Regions from separate parts of the Mus musculus genome. Here region 1 is linked to region 2. Evidence: chromatin contacts called from public ChIA-PET data. All regions are on one chromosome and are shown on one strand. The core of a region is the stretch at or near the end of the contact, and the rest is flanking DNA. Distances in the headings are between cores, read along the strand shown.

Region 1 (3,906 bases), core at 192-2,691, 72 kb before region 2:
CGATCAGCACATTTACCGCTGAGCCACTGTCCTGGGCCGTTTGGTTTTCCTTTCTCTTTCTTTTTTTTTTAAAGGAAATTTTTTTTTTAAAGACTTTATTTATTATTATAGTAAGTACACTGTAGCTATCTTCAGACACACCAGAAGAGGGAGTCAGATCTTGTTACGGATGGTTGTGAGCCACCATGTGGTTGCTGGGATTTGAACCCTGGACCTTCGGAAGAATAGTCGGGTGCTCTTACCCACTGAGCCACCTCACCAGCCCCTCCTTTCTCTTTCTTTTCTCTTTTCTTTTTCCTTTTTCCTTTTTTTTTTCCTGGATGCACTCAGGTTCTCCTGGATGCTGGGCATGCCCTCTGAGCCACACCCCCAAGATCTTGTTTAGAGCTGGCCTGCCTATGCCTTTGCTCATTCTCACTGCCCTGTCGAAAATGCTTACAATGTGCAGTGTTCAGCCCAGTAGCACCCTCCTGAGGACCAGTCTCCCTGCTCCCCGCCAGTTTGTATAGTAGCTAGAGGAAGATGTGTGCAGGCGGACACAGATGTCAGGGCAGGCTGGGATGAGCTGGCGAGGCCTGGGAACTCCTTCAGCTTAGAGGAGAGCGTGCTAGTCAGAGAGTGCCAGGTCTATCTCCCTATATTCTGATGCCTGTGCCCAGGCTTGGGTGTCTGCTATTTATTACTTTTATTTTCTTAGATTTGATTCTATTTTATGTGTGTTTTGCCTGCATTATGTGCCTGGTGTCACATAGATGAGAAGGCAGCAGCTCCCCTGAAGCTGTGAAAGTGGAGTTTAAGACAGTTGTGAGATGCCATGTGGGTGCTGAGAATGGAAGTGGGTCCTTTAAAAGAACAAGTACTTTGAATCACTGAGCCCTGGCCTCAGCCCCCTTATATGTTATTTAGTGGTGGTGAGAATGGTTTGGAAATCCAGTCTGGCTTTGTCCCTGAAGCTATGGCTCCTGTTTCCAGACCAGCTTCTCTCTGAATCCTCTCTAGTAGATGCTTGGGGAATGTCACAGGATGGAGTGGAACCCAGTCCCCTTCCTTATTATCTCCACGTCTCGTTTGCCCTCTCAAGAGCAAGGTCCACGGTGTACAGAAGAAGGCCTACCGCGTGCTGGAGGAGGTGTGTGCCAGTTCTCAGGGCCCGGCAGCCCGCTTCGTGCAGAGCCACCTGGATGATCTGAAGAAGACTCTGCTGGACTCGCTTCGGACCACATCCTCGCCTGCTAAAAGGGTAAGGGTTCCGGGCTGCCTCGTCTGCAAGGGAGGGAGGGCGTCAACAGGCACGCCCAGGGGTCAGGGTGACACTGGAGGACCCCGGTGTTGTTGTTGTGCCCACAGCCCCGTTTGAAGTGCCTCATACATATTGTGAAGACGCTGTCGGCTGAGCATGAGGAGTTCATAGCTGCCCTCATCCCAGAGGTGAGGGGTTGTGGAGGGATGTGGGTTGTGGTTTCTTAGTGTGGATTCCAAGAGAGGCCCGAGGAGGGAGGGCTGTAGGTAACAGTGGGAGCACACGCTCCCTTCACTGCCTAGTGCATGTGTAGGCGTGAAGAGCTCACCCAGGCTGCCCCTCAGTTCCATGTCCTGACAAAGGCTGTTTGGCCAGGTGATCCTGTGCACCAAGGAGGTGTCAGTGGGTGCAAGGAAGAGTGCGTTTACCTTGCTGGTGGAGATGGGCCATGCTTTCCTGCGATTTGGCTCCAACCAGGAAGGTGAGAGTGTGGGCTGTGGACTGAGAGCTGGGGTGGACAAACTGCCTTGGCCCAGAGAAGACTTTTTTTTTTTTTTTTTTTTGGTTTCTCGAGACAGGGTTTCTCTGTGTAGCCCTGGCTATCCTGGAACTCACTCTATAGACCAGGCTGGCCTCGAACTCAGAAATACGCCTCCCTCTGCCTCCCAAGTGCTGGGATTAAAGGTGTGCGCCACCATGCCCAGTGAGAGAAAAGTCTTAAAGCCTCTGTCCAGTCTTAAGAGAAAAGGTGGAGGGAACGCCTTGTCTTGTTCTGCCTGTGGCTTTGAGTGGACTGCACTGAAGGCCAATAGTACCCATCCCTGAGCACCCTGTCTTCGAGTAACTGTCCCACTCTCTGTCCTCAGACGCTCTGCAGCGGTACCTTGTCCTCATCTATCCTGGCCTTCTGGGTGCAGTTACCACAGTTAGTTGCAGCATTTTGGCTCTGACCCACCTCTTGTTTGAGTTCAAAGGTAAGTGTTTACCTGAAGGGTGCTGTTATGGTAAAGAGTGCTCCAAACATCAGGACAGGGTGATGCCAGAATGGGGAAAAGCATCAGGATGCAGCAAACAGACCCAGAACCCGGCCTGTCTGCTTCCTAGTCTCTTCCCACAACATTCTCCCTTCATCCTTACATTCGCACCACCCATCAGCTTTAGGCCCCAGTGTCCTGGGACTTTTGTCAGATTGGTCAGAAAGAGGGTTGGCCTGTCCCTATGTCTTAGTTCTGGTCCCTCCTCTTACCAACCACATCAAACTTTGAGCATCTTTACTAACCTCTCAGAACCCCTGCTAGTCTCTAAGATAAAAGATGTATGGATACTCCATGGGTGGTGTTCAAGCTGTTAGACCCAGAAAGGCCCTGAGAACATCTGACCCCTGGGTGGGTCTTGGGTTTGAGGGGCTCAGGTATCTGACAGCAGCCCCTGTGCACAGGGCTGATGGGGACCCGTGGGTGGCTCTTGGGTTTGAGGGGCTCTGGTATCTGACAGCAGCCCCTGTGCACAGGGCTAATGGGGACCCGTGGGTGGCTCTTGGGTTTGAGGCTCTGGTATCTGACAGCAGCCCCTGTGCACAGGGCTGATGGGGACCCGTGGGTGGCTCTTGGGTTTGAGGCTCTGGTATCTGACAGCAGCCCCTGTGCACAGGGCTGATGGGGACCAGCACAGTGGAGCAGCTCCTGGAGAACGTGTGCCTGCTGCTGGCCTCTCGAACCCGTGATGTGGTCAAGTCCGCGCTAGGCTTCATCAAGGTTGCTGTGGTGGTCATGGACGTGGTGCACCTTGCTAAGCATGTGCAGCTAGTGGTGAGGCTCCATTGTGTTCACTGGGGGGCAAGAATGGACTCTGCGGGAGGGACTCTGGGCATATTAGTTCAGAGCGTTTTCACTACGCTCTGAGCAGCAGAAGGACATTAAGGAGCCTTAGAGGGGCTTGTAGGAGAGTGCTGACTGACAAAGAAGGCACAATGCTTATAGTGTCTCTTAGGCCAAGGGACAGGGCTTCTCCAATGTTGTACAGATAGAGAACCAGGCAGGTACTTATTTTCAAGGTCTAGTCTCAAGACTGCACTCGCTCTTTGTAGGGTCACTCTTCCTATCCCTGCCAGGGCACAGAGGAGCTGAAAATTAGGGACACACTCCCTGCAAGCTGGAATTGCTTGCTAACAGTTTCCACTTCCAGCTGGCAGAGTCACATGGCCCTCAGATCTCTTTTGCATATCTTTTCTGAGTCAAACCTTAGCTTCCAGGAAGAAAGCAGGGATAGATATTCTCCAGAAGCCTCACTGGGAGCCAAAGGCTTAAGGCAAGGCTAGGGTGGAGATCTACTGGATCTCTTTATATTTAGAACTTCCCGAATCCTACTAAAGGGTATGTGGGGACCTTGTTCTCTGCCCCCACTGCAGGCAGACCTTACAGATAATAAGGTTTGCCACTCCCATGTGTCACCATCTGGGCCTGGATGAGCACGACTGCGTGATAGAAAGGGAGCATGTGACTTCAGGATGCTGGGTCGTAGCTGGCAAAGTGGACTGAGTGGGTTAAGTGGGGCCTCTATGGCCACTTGGCAGTCGGGTGAGCCTGTATTGGTATAGGTTTCTGTCCCATCAAGTTGCTGTGAAAGAACCCTGGGAAGGACACATGGAGGGTGTTCAGTTGTCGCCT
Region 2 (3,838 bases), core at 481-2,980:
GAATGTGAGTACATGTGTGGAAGCCAGAGCACAATCTCATGATTCATTCTTCAGATACCTTCAGTATGTGTTATAGTTCTGAAGGGAAAGGCTTCCCCATTACCTTTGGGGATGGAAATGGGGTGGGGGTTAGGGGTGGAGGGGTTAGGGTGGGGGAGGGTTGTTTCCCCCAATGCAAGTGTAACACCATCTCTGCTCCAGCAGGGGGAGATGTCCCCAGTGAAAGTGTTATAGCTCTGCTCAGAGATACTCTGGCAGTCCTGAGCCAAGGAATACCACAAAGTCCCACCCAGCATACAACCAACCTCACACAGGAAACTTACTGCAAGGGGAAACCCGCGGAGGGTGGCGGCCTCTGCTGGGGTGAAAAGCGGCAGAAGCTCAGCGGGTTTTGTATAGGGTTTCTTGGTGGGGCGGGACAGGCGATGAAGACAGAGCTTTCCAGGGTGTCCAGGGAGGGAGTGGTGGGATTTTTGTGGCCTGATTTTGGGGCAATTCTAGGGGTTGGTGGGAATTTTGTGCTCAGGGATTGGTGGGATTCTGTTTCTTGGCCCTGATTTTGAGCTTGGGGTCAAGATAGGGTCAAGGTTGCCTGGTCTGGGGGTCAAGTCAGGGTCACAATGTTCTTTCCCTTCACTTTTTACTCTCTACCATCTATATTTTTTGCTTTTAGAAAAGATTTTATGTGTCTCTGTGCATCTGTGCGCATGTGCCCCGGAGGCCAGCTCTGGAGGCTATAGGAAGGCAATCAGTCCTTTGGAACTGGACTCACTGTCTGGCCCTTGTGAACCTTTCAATGCAGGGAATCAAACTCTAGTCTTCAGGAAAAGCAGCAAGTGTTCTTAGAACCACGGAACCATCTCTAGCTGCCCCTTATTGTTAATTGTGAATTTCATATATCAATACCATGTTTTTTTTTTTTTTTTTTTTTTTTCCACCTGCCTCTGCCTCCCAAGTGCTGGGATTAAAGGTATACGCCACCACTGCCTGGCTTAGTCACATTTTCTTGTTGGCCTGAAGTCACCCAAGGAGGCTTGTTTGGATGACCCAAAATTTGCCTCTCTATTCTAGCCAGTGCTTTTGGTGTCTTTATACTGACTTTCCCCCTCCCCCAAATATGTACCCTGAAGATCAGCCCCTGCATACATACACACACACATACATACATTCATACATAAATACATACATACATACACACATACATATATACACACACAAGAGTTTACTTAGGGTAGCTTACAGGAACGTATGCAATTTACCACTGATTATATACCATTGAAGAAAATGCCTTTTCTTCCCTTTTACTAAGCCTATGGATCTTGGGGGTGGGGTGAATGGGGGTTTAAGTGAGTGAGGGGTGATGAGCCCTTTTCCCTAGCAACCGTTAACTGCCTACCGAACTGGGGGATGGGCAGGGCCTCAAGAACCTTTTCTCTTCAAGTGACTTTAAAAACCGACAGTTTTGTAACTCAGAGATTTACCTAGCGGGGAGGGGAGCGCAGCCAGGAATTTGTGACTTGATCCGCGGAACTACATGGGTTAATCAAAACGAGAAACTACATCTCCCGGTAGGCCTCGGGCAGGTGTTTCTCCTGCCCTTTCGTTGGTTCTGTGCTACCAATGACAGTTAGATATTTGAATAGACCAATAGTAGCATGGAACGGTTCTTATTTAGGCGGGGCCATAGGTTCGTCCAATCGTACAGGACTTAGAAAACCATCCTAGCCAATCTAAGGGCTAAGGGGCGGTGCCTGAGGCGGGGCTGCAGACCAAGCTGCCGCGGAAGATGGCGGCTGAGGCGCCGAGTGGAGGGGAGGCGCCGGTCTGCGACTCTGGCCGGAGGTGAGCCAAGTTTTCCGTCCTGCTGCCTAGGAGACGGGACTGTGGGCTAGCGATGTCGCCGCCCTGCCCTTGAGTCACCGTGGTCCACAGGCCCGGGCTTTGTTCCTCTCTCCCGTGGTGTCTACGCCGACGCGCCTGCGGGGGCTGAGGCGGGTCTTTGCGGTCCGTGCTTCCCGCTGCGCTGCTCTCCGCGAGTCCCACGGCCGTGTGTGGAGCCCTCCCGACGCTCTGGCTGCAGACCCCCGGGCCACGGTCATGGTGTCTGCCCTGGCGCCGAGCGTTTTGAGTGGCAACTGAAGCCCAGAGCGGTTTAGAGAATCCCACAACGCCCCGGGAGCTTTAAATGTCCTTCGTGACAGCCTCTGCGCTTTACTCAGAGCCGCGACTTGAGTGATGGTTAAAAGGGATTTTTGTCCCCTAAGCTGGCTGACCTTTCTCGGCTTCAGCCTTCTTCTGTAAATAAACATAACGATACTTATTTCAGAACCTGGACGGGATGACACAACCTATTTAAAGCGCATAGCACCCATCCTGGCAAACACTTCAAAATACGATAGATTTTTATGTTTCCTTGAAATTGTGATCTCATTTCTTCTTTCTGGAACGAGTACTGTCCCTGTCATAAAGTCGAGCCTTTCTTAACCGATTACAAACAAATATTTGGAGTCTGACACACTCCAATAGAATGAGATTACTTACATTGTCAGAGAGTATGATCAATGCTATGCTTTGGTACGGAGTTAGTACAGAACAGAAGAACCAAGAATTTTGGGAAACCGAGTTTGTGAGCCTGATTTTTCCTGAGCCCTGATGGGCTTGTGTGGGTATTGTTACTGTTTTGTATGGAGGAGTTTTCCACTCTTTGACCTTTTATTTCTCCCGGGAACTGTGCCCGTGGGTTGATAAATGTCATTAGATTATCTCTCCTCCGACTCGAAAATCCTGAATTGTAATGAAAATGAGGACAAATGAAATACTGTTCTACAGCAAGAGGACTTAGAATTCTTCCTTGAGGCTGCTGTCAACTGAATGTAAAATTTGAAACTGTTAACTATCTGACCAACACAGTTTTCTCTGAATCTGAAACCCTCTATTGTCGTTACTGAGACAGGTTCTTGCTAAGTACCTCGGCTGGACTGGAACTCCCAGTCTCGTTTCAGCTACCCGTGTACTTGTCAATTGCATATTGCAGGGGATTAGTCTGGGGGTTCTTGTGAGGCTTATTTATTTATTTATTTATTTTTGAAACAGAGTCTCTCATGTAATCCAGGGAACCCCAATCTTGAGCTTCCGAACCTCCTTCCTCTGCCTCCCAAGTGCTGGAATTACAGGCATATGCCACCAAGCCCTGTCTTATGTGCTGCTAGGCAAGCCCCCTACTGACTGAGCTGCATCCCCAGCCCCATTTAATCAATGGGACTAACACTTTTTAAATCTGTCATTTATCGTGCTTGTGTATGCCTGTGCACACACACTTAGGTACCACAGTGCATGCACAGGAGAGCAGAAAGCAGCTCACGGTTCTCTTCTTCCACCGAGTGGATTTGAGGATCATGCTTGGGTTGTAGGCTTTGCAGGGAGTGCCGTTACTCACGGAGGCATCTCACTGCCAAGGTGTGTAGCCCAGCACTTACAGATATGCTGCATAACTCTGTCTTTGGCCTCTCATACACGTCCTGAGGAGACAGTCGCTCTCTGAGAACATCTTCTGTGGGCTCCATGTCTTGCAGCAGTGGGCACAGAAATGACTGTAGATTCAGTACTGGGCAGTAATGTAGATAATTGATATCTCTGGGTACTGAAAGGGTTTGCTCTAGGAAGAAAAGCCTAGGGAAAGGAGAGAGACAAGGCGGGATGACGGCTGTCTGTTAGACCCCGGAGATGCTGAGGACCGGTTGGCAGGATTCCTTATGTTGAGCCTTGGTAGTCCTGCCTTGAGTTGGGATCTGCCCTGCACTGAGTTTTCTTCCCTGCCGTGATATGGAGAAGTTGAGCA

The links. ChIA-PET counts read pairs in DNA pulled down with a chosen protein or histone mark.
Region 1: an RNA polymerase II ChIA-PET map of effector CD8 T cells shows a contact between it and region 2, with 35 read pairs. The contact joins the enhancer-like site here to the promoter of Arhgap19 in region 2. A contact is called at or near these places in 4 of 39 promoter capture datasets (the 3T3-L1 cell line, HPC-7-derived erythroid cells, liver and 1 more), 13 of 484 Hi-C or Micro-C datasets (the Ba/F3 cell line, the CH12 cell line, ECoMG-derived neutrophils and 8 more), 4 of 115 datasets of contacts at active chromatin or transcription factors (the HPC-7 cell line, the SCID.adh cell line, effector CD8 T cells and 1 more) and 4 of 9 other capture datasets (adipose tissue, embryonic stem cells, liver and 1 more).

What each region holds. Positions count from the first base shown.
Region 1 is chr19:41,872,051-41,875,956 of GRCm38.p6, reverse strand. It overlaps Rrp12 (ribosomal RNA processing 12 homolog (S. cerevisiae)), which reads left to right. Exons shown (of 34, transcript NM_199447.2): 21 at 1,082-1,240; 22 at 1,348-1,428; 23 at 1,616-1,721; 24 at 2,107-2,214; 25 at 2,891-3,048. Among named protein-coding and RNA genes, the nearest start is that of Rrp12, 22 kb to the left of the region's middle. Within about 2 kb of position 1,441, at least 25 of the 459 cell types and tissues checked have an H3K27ac peak or open chromatin away from gene starts, as enhancers often do. A contact at or near this core is called in the SCID.adh cell line and effector CD8 T cells, where this site is marked.
Region 2 is chr19:41,799,976-41,803,813 of GRCm38.p6, reverse strand. It overlaps Arhgap19 (Rho GTPase activating protein 19), which reads left to right and starts at 1,730. Exons shown (of 12, transcript NM_027667.3): 1 at 1,730-1,842. The coding sequence starts at 1,787.